Regions from separate parts of the Canis lupus genome. Here region 1 is linked to region 2. The links are chromatin contacts, called in public Hi-C maps. All regions are on one chromosome and are shown on one strand. Each heading gives the region's core, a stretch centred on a gene start, on an enhancer-like site or on the middle of the called end of the contact. The rest is flanking DNA. Distances are from core to core; before and after follow the strand shown.

Region 1 (6,117 bases), core at 1,478-3,977, 110 kb after region 2:
CTCATTTCTTAGAAACGCTCGTGAATATTCCCGCTGCCTTCCAAGCCAATGGATCTTCAGCAACCCCCTAAGGATGCACGCGTGGGGGATCCCTGGGTGGCTCAGCAGTTTAGCCCCTGCCTTCGGCCCAGGGTGTGATCCTGGAGACCCGGGACTGAGTCCCATGTCGGGCTCCCTGCATGGAGCTTGCTTCTCCCTCTGCCTGTGTCTCTGCCCCTCTCTCTGTGTCTCTCGTCAATAAATAAAATCTTTAAAAAAAAAATAAAGATGCACGTGTGTATACAGCAAACCGGAGCACTCCCTGTACAAGCCTCAGACCCGCTTGTCATTAGAGACATGTCTTACTCTCATGTAATTTACACAGAAAATTATCTACTTGGGAAGGTGACCTGTGGTAAGGTCTTCATGGTAATGGTTTCCACTTACAATATATCGCTCTCAAGTGGCAAAATTTAAGAATCAATCAAATTAAGCTGCCAGTTACCTTCAATTTATCTGGGCAAACTCCCCCTTGGCACCGGGAGAGGAGAAGGTTACATTACAGATGCAAAAGCAGGAAGATCGTTTTCCTACCTCCAGTCTTCCCACACATGGGGGTTCTGGTTGAGTTGGCTGCGTCCTATGGCGTTTTATCGATACACGATCATTCTTACTAAGACCTTAACAGCCTAAGAGTCCACCCCACTGCCTCCTTTCCCATCTGGAGCAGGTGAGCTGCCCTTTGTCCCAAGCAGCCCCGTCCCCAGCTGGCTGCCAAGCTACCCACAGAAACTGTTTCCAGTCTCCTCCTTTATCTCTCACGTCCTACAAAGATTGGTTTCTGCCAACGGTCTGCAAGGACCCCAGATAAAAGCCAGCCCAGGTCACAGAACATGCTTCTAAATTAAATACTGCTCTGCACCTCCCTCCTCCCTGGATTCCCATTTCTCCGACAAAACCAACAAGTGGGTCAGCCAGCTCGCTCTCAGCACCCAGTTATTGCTCTGGGCCTGACCTGGTTCCCCACTTTTCTCTCACTGCCACCCTAGAGTGGGGTTCTGCGTGGTCTTACCATGATGTTCGAGGCCACAACCATAGGGTCATCGCACACAGACTCAATGAAAAACACCTGGAAGTAAAAGTAAGGCAAAAACGTTAGGACACAACAAATGTGGTTAACACAAAGGGCTGACTTGGGTGTCACTGTGATGTCATCACCACACTGGAGGAGACAAGACCTCTTTAAAAATACCCAAACACATAAAACCAACCACTTGCTCAATCCTACCTCCTAGTCATGGTAACCCCTGAGAGTCCCCACCAGGGAGACTCAATCTGTAAGGCAGCAAAGCAGGGGCAGCAGGAGGTAAAGATGCAGGCAAGGAGCAGCGGTGCCCCAGACATGGCAATCAGCCAGTTCCCGAGGGGTATGTTTTCCTCACTCCTCCATGCTCCAGAGCAAGACAAGAAGTTTGGCTCACCTTGAAATCATTTTCTTTGGCAAAATGAAGGATCATGTGTCTCCTCTCTCTGGTAGTATTGGTGGCATCGAAAACCTGATAGCAAGAAAGACGGGCAGTGAGGAGAGCCCAAGTTTAAGATCTATAGTATTTACCAAACCACAAGTAGGTCAGGCCTGTCACCTCCAGGTGTAAGCCAAACGAGGTTCCAGGAGAGATGGTGCCCTGCCCCCTGGGCCTCCTGCTGCCTCCAGCACTCTGGGACAGATAGGGAGCTGGGGGATGGTACTTAAACCAAATGAACAGTAGCAACGCACAGGAGAGGGTGCAAGGGAAGGGACCCTGGCTACCATGGCACAGCTACCCCAGGCCCAGCCTGCCTTGGAGGGTGGTGTCCAACGGCATACAGATGAGGGGTGATCAGAGCATACCAACCAGCTGTGCCCCGGGTCTGCACCCAGTTAACCCCCTTCCTGGGTCCCTGTGCTGCACTAGCCACTTGCTTCCCTCAACTCTCAGGCCAGAGGCACTTGTCCCAGTAGAGGTGTCCCTGCAATGTCTCTTGGCACTGCTCTGGCCACTGTTCTACATTTTGCTCCCTCCAGGGCACTACCCCACTATGGCACTGGAGACAGGGCTGGCAATTCCCAGACTTACTGCAATTTGGCCCCCTTCCTTCATCAGGTAACTTTTGACATCTCTCAAGGCAGCTAGAGCACACTGCCTGGAACACACAGAAAGAGAATGCAGGCATCAGAGCAGCACAGCCCAAGGGGGAAGCCCACGCAACCCCCCATTCATCCTAACAAACAGACTGACCGGCAATTCCACCCCTAAACCGCCAGGCTGGCCAGGGCGGCCAGGCCCAGCCCCCACACACCCAGAGGCTCTAGGGGAGGCTTGCACGGGTGGCCACGGTCACCCTCGGGAGATGGTGCTCATGCCTGGCTGCACACAGAAATCTCTCCGGGAGCTTTTACACATCGGCCGCCCAGGTCCTGCCCCTGGATTCTCACTGCACTATCTAGGGGAGGGCTGGCATCAGGAGCTTCCCAAGCTCCCGGGTGCATCTAGAATGCTGTCAGGGGTTGAGCGCCACGGGACCTGGGTTTCACGACCACCCCGGGCTTAAAAGAAAAATGCTCAGCAAATGTAAACAGATGATTTTACACACACATACACACACACACATTTTGTTCGTCCTCGACGAGGCATCACTGCTGATCTGTATCAACCCTCAGATGAACTGGGCCACGGGTTGCAGATGAAGCAGCGAGCCCCAGCGAGGCCGACACACACCCTAGCACACTCGGAGGCCCATCTGGGGAGCCACACCGCAGGCAGCTTCCTCTTTCTCCCAGAGAACCCGGCTTCAGGAAGCAGAGCAAACCCACGTCCAGGCTCCCGCAGCAGCTTGGGCCTTACTTGCGGACTTTCATGGCTTCCTCATTGTCGGGGCGGAAGAAGCTGTAGGAGCTGTACTGCTTCACGGCCTCCCGGCGGTACTCCCCGACGTTGAACACTGCGGGGGCAAAGGCAAGGACCCTTACTGACCCCCTCTCTACCAAAGGAAGCCACGCCAACGCACCGACGCCAACCCGAGTAAGGTTCCGCTAAGACGCAGAGACCAGGGAGTGGACCTACCCACGCGGGGCTGGGAGGCCAGAGGCAGCCCCGCTTCCCCAGCCCCAGTGCCGCTCACGGTGGCCTGCTCTTCCAGAGCCCGTCTTCCACCGCCCCGCCTGCAGTCCAGCTGCATGAGACCGTGCAAAGAGGCCGCAGCACACAACTACGTGCTGGTGGGACTTAAGGGACACGGATCCCCCCAGACCATGTGGCCAGAGAAGGCATCTTGAAGGAGGTGCAGGGCAGTAGGAAATGAGCAGCAGGTGGGAAAGCATCCAGCACAAACGAAGGGTATGTCCATAGGGTGGTGAGTGACACGGCCAGAGGGACCCCCCCCACAACCACAGGGGGCAGGCCAGCCCCAGCGGGGCCCCACAAGGCAGGTCCCAGCAGCCATTTAATAGTTGCAGGGGTCAGTGAGCAAGACCACAGCGCTCCAGGTGACCAGACTGGCCGTGGCACTGGCCTCACCTTTCGTGGGGACGCCAATCCAGTTGAGGTAGCGAGTCAGCTTCTTCGAGATGTACGTCTTACCCCGGGCTGGGAGGCCCACCATGACGATCACGGTGGGGGAGTTGGTCAGCTTCGGCCCACAGGCTAGGGGGAGAACAAAGAAGGGAGTGAGCGAGGAAGCAGGTGCCGTGATGAACTAAATCCACGATGAACTCTCAGGAATTCTGCAGCAATTCCTATTTCATTCCCACCTCAAAGCCCAGGGTCCAGCGGGGCTGAGACACCCCCACACATACCCCACCCCAGTTACGCATCCCCATCTTGTTTTCAGGTCATGAGTGGCAGGGGCTGTCCCAACCCCAAATACCGACCCGATACCTGAGGGCCCTAAACCCAGCCAGGAACCCCATTACTAATCCCAGAGCAGAAAGCACTCTTGGGGAGAATGAGGAAGGGACTCCCCAATACCAGTGGGGGTGCGTTAGTGGTAGGAAAGGTGTTTCAATAAGACAAAACATCAGGGAGAGAGGTTTTCACTGGTTTTAAGAAAGGAGCCCAAAGAACCCTGTTCTGGACACTCAATGGGCAACGTTTTCTTGGCTGGTGTCTTGCCCTTGAGATGCTAAGGTGACTCCAGCATCCTGGGGACAAGCATGTCAGGGGCCCATTGGGGACAGGAAACCAGCCGCCTGCCCACTCCCAGCCCAGCCACACTGCCTGGTGCTCGCTGGCCGCCTGGTCGGTTACGTGGCATTGCTTCCTGGCACCGGCCACGTGGTTGCAGACAGAGCTACTGTCACCACGCCACAGGTCTAGGCAGACGTCAGATTTAAACGTCAGATTCTGTCTGCTTCTAGGCGAGTGAGTGCCAGATGGGGAAGGAAGGAGAGCCAGCAGGCCACTGACAGGCACCGGCTTGAAGGAGGACACCACCTCCAAGGGGGACGCCCCAACACGGTCCCATGCTGAGCCTGTGACCATGCAACCACGTGTCCAAACACCCACCGTATTATTCTAGGATCTGCCCCCTGGACCTGTGGGCTGGGGGCAAGGAGGAAGCAAACCACACAGAGGGGGCTGTTTCTTCTTTCACATTTGAGACCATCAGTGACCTTCTCCACGCAGAGTCAGGAGGAGGACAGGCCATCAGAAGGCCAGGAGACATTTGGGAACCACAAAACCCCTTGGCTGGGAACAAACGAGTTCGTAGCAAAGAGGCATTTCCCTGCCCGGCCTAGGTACCCAAGTTGAGCAAAGAAGCGCCAGTGGGCTTTCTTGAATCCCAAGGGGCGAGAAGAGAAAAGTGCTGGCCTTCTGGAAAACCAGTGGGGCCCTAAGACACACTCTCTGCATTGTGGCAGCTGCAGGTGACTCATGAGAAGACTCTTCTCACTTATGCCTGGAACCATTTACTCTGCAAGCCCTTCCCTCAAGCCACTGGCTTTCCTCTGCTCTTGCGTGATGTCCCCACCATGCCACTGCTCCACGAGCATCCTAATATGCAGGCACCAATCGACTGACTCCCCCCACAGCTGTCCCCATGTATGCGATGCTTATGATGGACTCATGCCAAGTAAGTGGAGACAGAGGCTGACCGATTTATCAAATAGGGAATCAAGGAATCCTATGCACAAATCTCTGGCAGGAGATGCTTTGGAAGGAAAAAAAAAAAGCCATGTGGACACAGCAGAGTAAATATCTTAAGCCAAAAATTCAAGCTGAATCTCAAACCCCAATAAATCATTTCTCTCTGATTTGGCAAAGCAGAAGCGATTTTCCCTATTCCTTTGGCTTCTTGCACAAGATTCAGTGGAACCCTCAGCAGAGGTCGCAGCCGTCCCTCCACCCTGGCACTCCTGGGACTCCAAGCAGGGAAACCTTCTGACTAAGCTCAGAGTCTGACTCTCCCTCATCGCTCCCGGCTCCTTTTGTAAACTCCCAGGTGATCTGAAGAGCCTTCACGCTATAATCATCTGCCCAGGCTGCAGCCCCCCACTACCCCCCCTCGATTTCTTCTTCTCTGCAGATCCTTCTTAGCCCATGGAAGAGGAGCACCTCTGTCCCCCTGTCACACCAGGCTCACTGGGCCTCTGCTTTCTCCTCCTCTCCCCCAAGAGCAAGGGACTGGGGGAGAGCAGGTAGGAATTTAACACAAAAGTCTCCAAAAAGTTCGTGTATGTTTCCTTCATCTGATACAAACATTTAATATTTTAACTTCTTTTTGACCCTCCCCCCCCCAAGTTTTTATACTCAGATATATTTAGATGTCAGTGTAAAGCATGTTTCGGGGGATGCGTATATGTTCACGATGTTAAAGCCAGAGAAGCAATTGTTGAAAGAAGCTGGGTTAACAGACTATTAACACCTTGACTGTGGTTTGCAGCAGGGAGGGGGACGGAGCTCGGGCTAAAAGCCACATCCAGGGTTAAGGCTGTCACTAGAGCAAGAGCCGAGTTCTGGGCGCCCCCCCTCAACTCCCGTCATTCCATTCATTCATTCATTGGCCCACGGAACACACGTGCTGGGTGCCCTGGGAGCACAGCCCCTGTGCTCACAGCATCTGGTCTGGGGTGGGGAAGTGACAAAGTATGAGCAAACA
Region 2 (5,444 bases), core at 2,715-5,214:
ACTTTATATTCTTTAGTGTTTAATGGTTGCCTAAAATGTGTGTTGATTTCTATTTTTTTAGAAATTCAAATGGATGAAGGAGTTGTAAACACAGAGTTTACAATTAGCATGTCAAGTGACCTGATTCAACTCAATCATTCAAAATTATCAGACTCTGCACATCTAATAACTAAACATAAGAACTATAGCTCTCATCATCCATTACTGAGCTTCTAGAAGATGTCTGATTGAGACAAGTCCCAGGCCAAATTCTACCACACGTAGAAATATTCATTAGCAAGGAGGCACAAAAACAGTCATTTCTGTAAACTCAATGAAGTACCAAAGCTCTGACCTTTCCATGAAATATTAAATCAAAACAGATGTAACAATATACTAGCACTAGTATTCAGCTGCCATGTTTCGTGGGGTCAAGTTGCTAGAACCCTTGATTCTACACAAATTGGTGTATCTGGCCTAGACATCACTGCAAAGTTTATAATTTGCTAGAATTACTGGATTCCTAAACCCTATTCATGCAAGAAAATCTTTAAATAGTTCTAGCCAACTCATGTATCAAGAACATCACTCAAGTCTCCAATGAATAAAACTTCCCATATTTATTAGGCTTATTAAGGAACCCTCTAGAACTGACCAGAGATAAAGATCACTAAAGCCTTATAGTAACTCCTCAATACTCCTAAAGAATATGTCCAGTTAGGGACACCACCTGGTTGGCTCAGTTGATTAAGCATCCGATTCTTGGTTTCTTTTTTTTTTTTTTTATTGGTGTTCAATTTACTAACATACAGAATAACACCCAGTGCCCGTCACCCATTCACTCCCAACCCCGCCCTCCTCCCCTTCTACCACCCCTAGTTCGTTTCCCAGAGTTAGCAGTCTTTACGTTCTGTCTCCCTTTCTGATATTTCCCACACATTTCTTCTCCCTTCCCTTATATTCCCTTTCACTATTATTTATATTCCCCAAATGAATGAGAACATATAATGTTTGTCCTTCTCCGACTGACTTACTTCACTCAGCATAATACCCTCCAGTTCCATCCACGTTGAAGCAAATGGTGGGTATTTGTCATTTCTAATAGCTGAGTAATTTCCATTGTATACATAAACCACATCTTCTTTATCCATTCATCTTTCGATGGACACCGAGGCTCCTTCCACAGTTTGGCTATCGTGGCCATTGCTGCTATAAACATCGGGGTGCAGGTGTCCCGGCGTTTCATTGCATTTGTATCTTTGGGGTAAATCCCCAACAGTGCAATTGCTGGGTCGTAGGGCAGGTATATTTTTAACTGTTTGAGGAACCTCCACACAGTTTTCCAGAGTGGCTGCACCAGTTCACATTCCCACCAACAATGTAAGAGGGTTCCCTTTTCTCCACATCCTCTCCAACATTTGTTGTTTCCTGCCTTGTTAATTTTCCCCATTCTCACTGGTGTGAGGTGGTATCTCATTGTAGTTTTGATTTGTATTTCCCTGATGGCAAGTGATGCAGAGCATTTTCTCATATGCATGTTGGCCATGTCTATGTCTTCCTCTGTGAGATTTCTGTTCTTGGTTTCATATCAGGTCATGATCTCAGGGTCTGGAGATCAAGCCCTATGTTTGGCTCCATGCTTAGTGTAGAACCTGATTAAGATTTTCTCTCTCTGTCCCTCTCCCTCTGCTCCTCCCTGCTACTTGTACACTGTATCTCTCTTTTAAAAAAAAAGTCAAGGTATTGTATTTTATTGTATTTTATTTTATTTTATTTTACTTTATTTTATTTTATTTTTAAGTCATGGTATTTTAAATGTTAACTAACAACCCCATATAGGATTATGAACAAAATATACATACATACATATGTATGTATGTACATACACACACACACACGCACCACTATCTATGCTAAAATATTTAAAAGTAAATCAGAAGGGACACATAGGTGGCTCAGTTGTTGAGCATCTGCCTTCAGCTCAGGGCATGATCCTGGGGTTCTGGGACTGAGATGAGTCCCACAACAGGCTCCCTGAGGAGCCTCTGCCTGTGTCTCTGTCTCTGTCTCTCTCTCTCTCTCTCATGAATAAATAAAATATTTTTTAAAAAAGATACACAGGAGTATAATGATGGACCCTCTGAGCTCCTTCCACAAAAGTAAGCACATTTTTTTAAACCTTAGCTTGAGTCTTAATTACACATAAAAATCACAGCTTAGTCTCTTCATTTTAAATCCAACAAACTGAAGCCCAGACAAGGGACATGACTTGCTCAAGGTTGTCCTGAGAATTAATGACAGAGCTAAAACCAGCACCAAACTTGAGTCTTTCCATGGCTACTGTGGAGCTTCTGAAAAAAAACTTTTCCAAACATAAAAATAATACACAACTTTTTTTTTAAAGACTTAGCTTAGCCCCCATGGTGACTATCCAGGGCCAACCGTCAATTTTAGAATTGAATTTTCCATAAGTGACTCTTATCCATTTGAGAGAGAAAGAGAGAGAAATAGTGTGAGGGGAAGGGGAGAAAGAAGAATCCTCTAGCAGGCTCCCCTTTGAGCAGGGACCCCCACCCCACCAGACTGATCCCACAACCCCAAGAACATGACCTGGGCCGAAATCAAGAGTTGGCCGCCCAGCCAACCAAGCCATCCAGGTGCCCCTACAAGTTTTTGTAGAAAATGTATAGGAAAAAAATTAAAATACGTAGATTTAATAAAATGCTATCCATAATTCCTATGCTCAGATATACCCACTATTGGTGTACCTCCTTACATCCATACCTAGTAATTTTAATTTATATTATACCTTACGGTTTTGTGGACTGCTTTTATTTAATTTGCTTTTACATTGGAAACATGTAATCCCCATGACATATAATAATCTTCAAAAACATGATTTTTGTAATGATTGTATGCAGGACAGTTCATCATTTATTTATCCATTCCTCTATTGTTGGACATAAATATTATCTCTAAGGGTTTGCTATAATCACTCTAAGATGAACATTTTGTTCCTAGAATGTAAGTATTATGAAGGTAGAGAATTTGTCTTATTGCTCACAGTACCCTCAGCCCCCAAAGGGGGTCTAGCACATAGTAAAAGCTCAGGATGGATGGATGGATGGATGGATGGACGGACATAGATGGATAGGAATGGATAGATAGATATCAATGGATGATTGATATGGATTTGTATGCATCTCTGATAACTTCTCAAAACTCTTTTTAGTTTGAGGGATAACATAGATTTTCTGGTTAAGGTACCGTGTAAAAATAGGGCATCGATTTATTTGAAATGATTTATTATCCCATATACTAAAAACCTATTCGTTCTTTATTTGTCATTTAAATGGAAGTATTTATTTACCTGAAATTCAAATTTAACTTGGCATGCCACAGTTAGATTTGCTAAATCTGACAGACATAATTCTTAATATACCACCTTCATAGTATAAGCTGCCCAGAATACCCACACTGGTCCCTGAGCAAGACTCCAATCCTCTTAAGGAGTTTAAACCCATTGGCCTGTGGCAACCAAACGGGGAATGCTATAAACAGCCACTATCTTTTGAGCCCCTGATCTTCCTTCATGAGTCAAGACAAATGAGAAAAACAACAGCAGAGAGAACACCCAACAATGGTGACGCACCCAGCCAGAACAGGATTTTTTCACACAAATCACGGTACAAGAGTGTCTTCTCAGCACTGCTCTCTCCTCTACCCCCACCTCTCCTCTTCTACTCATGACGTGAGTCATTCCTTTGCCCCCTCGCTGCTCCTGTCATGACCTATAAGAAACTGCATGATCTGTCCCCTGCCTAGATAGGCATGTTTATCCATCTGCCTCTCTCTTCCTCTCATTCTCTGCACTACAGCCACCCTGGACTTTTTCAGTTCCTCTCATGTACCTGGGCTCCTTCCTACCACAAGATCTTCACACACACACACACACACACACACACACACACACACACACACTTGCTTCTGCCCAGAAAGTCCTCGCTTTCTCCTCCTCCTCCCGTTATTCAGGTCACTCTCCATCTCATCTCCAAAGGCACTCTCTCAAGAAGCTGTCCCAAACTTATTTTGCAGGCTAGGTCAGATTCGTTTTTTTCTAAGTCGTTAAAAGCACTGTATGTTCGTCCTTCCCTGCACTTACCATAGTTGACATTTTAATTTCGTTTTCGTGGTTGTTTGCTTAATATGTATCTCTACTAGAATCTAAACTCTAGGAGGCCTAGAAAACCATGTCTCTTTTTTTGTAATCAGTCTGTTCCCAGCACCTAACAGAGTTTCCGCCAAAAGAAAACAACTGGGACACTCAAATATTTATTGAGCAGGAAACGGAAGCCTGCAAGCTTGCTAACATCTTATCCTTCCCAAAGTGGACAAATAGCCACTCCTGACTTGGGAGACTGACTCACTCCAGGTGGGCAAAAGGAGGAAGATCAAAAATCCAACTTCTTCTTTGACTAAATGTCTACAGAACTATATATAATCCCCATATTACACATACAACAGGACATATGACCACAAACAATTATAATGTTTGTGTGGTGCAATGTGATATTTTCAGAGGCATACAGGGGTATAATTTAGACAATGTAGGCAAATATGGAGTGAAAATTAAGAACTTTGTCCTGTCATTCAAACTAACTTTTCTTCTAGCTGAAAGTTTCCAAACTTACAGGTCCATGGGGATTTTCAGTCATCCAGAGGATGGTTCTTCTGTTAGCTTACCCCCTACACTGGATCCTCTTCCTCTTTCAGACCTAGGCCTCTTTTCGCCTTACTCTAAATTATTAGAAACATGTTCAAACATACGTAAAGGTAAAAAGACCAACAGTACTCATCATCCAGTTCAACAAATATCAACACATGGCCAATTTTGTTTTATATCCCACTCACTTTCCTTCCCAACACCACTGGATTATTTTTGAAGCAAGTCTCAAATATCATATTATTCCATCTATCAATACTTCAGTATGTACTGCTGAAAGATAAAGACTTCCACAAATGTCATAATTTATCAACAATTGGCTTGTTCAAATTAAGATCCAAATAAGGGCAATGCATCAGTCTGACTGTATCTCTTAAATCTCTATAGGTTCATTCTCCCTAATTCTTGCATTTTATTTATTGAAGAAACAGAGCTATTTGCCCTATAGAGTCTCCCACACCCCAGGTCTTTTTTTTTTTTTTTAGTCACACCCTAGATCTTATTAATTACAACCCCTAAAGTGTCTTTCATCATGTTCCCCTGCCCTCTGTAGTTTCTTTCTCTAAACTGGCAGAACTAAAAGCAGAATAAATGTATGATCTTTCCTCCTTTACTTGGCTAGTTTTCAGAATAATCACAGGTGACAGACTTCTCCAAACAAAACAAATGAACTGTTGTTTTGAAGATCATTGTGAATTCATGGATTTATACATATTTATGTGTTTAAATCCCTTGTAGTCAT

Evidence for each region. Hi-C and Micro-C count contacts between places; a contact is called where the count stands out from the background.
Region 1: a Hi-C map of blood shows a contact between it and region 2, with 1.8 times the contacts expected there. The contact joins two enhancer-like sites.

The regions. Positions count from the first base shown.
Region 1 is chr2:28,778,809-28,784,925 of UU_Cfam_GSD_1.0, forward strand. PFKFB3 (6-phosphofructo-2-kinase/fructose-2,6-bisphosphatase 3) reads right to left here. Exons shown (of 15, transcript XM_038530188.1): 2 at 3,537-3,662; 3 at 2,865-2,961; 4 at 2,097-2,163; 5 at 1,461-1,535; 6 at 1,052-1,108. Among named protein-coding and RNA genes, the nearest start is that of PFKFB3, 56 kb to the right of the region's middle. Within about 2 kb of position 2,728, at least 2 of the 20 cell types and tissues checked have an H3K27ac peak or open chromatin away from gene starts, as enhancers often do. A contact at or near this core is called in blood, where this site is marked.
Region 2 is chr2:28,665,282-28,670,725 of UU_Cfam_GSD_1.0, forward strand. No RefSeq gene overlaps it. Among named protein-coding and RNA genes, the nearest start is that of PFKFB3, 170 kb to the right of the region's middle. Within about 2 kb of position 3,965, at least 4 of the 20 cell types and tissues checked have an H3K27ac peak or open chromatin away from gene starts, as enhancers often do. A contact at or near this core is called in blood, where this site is marked.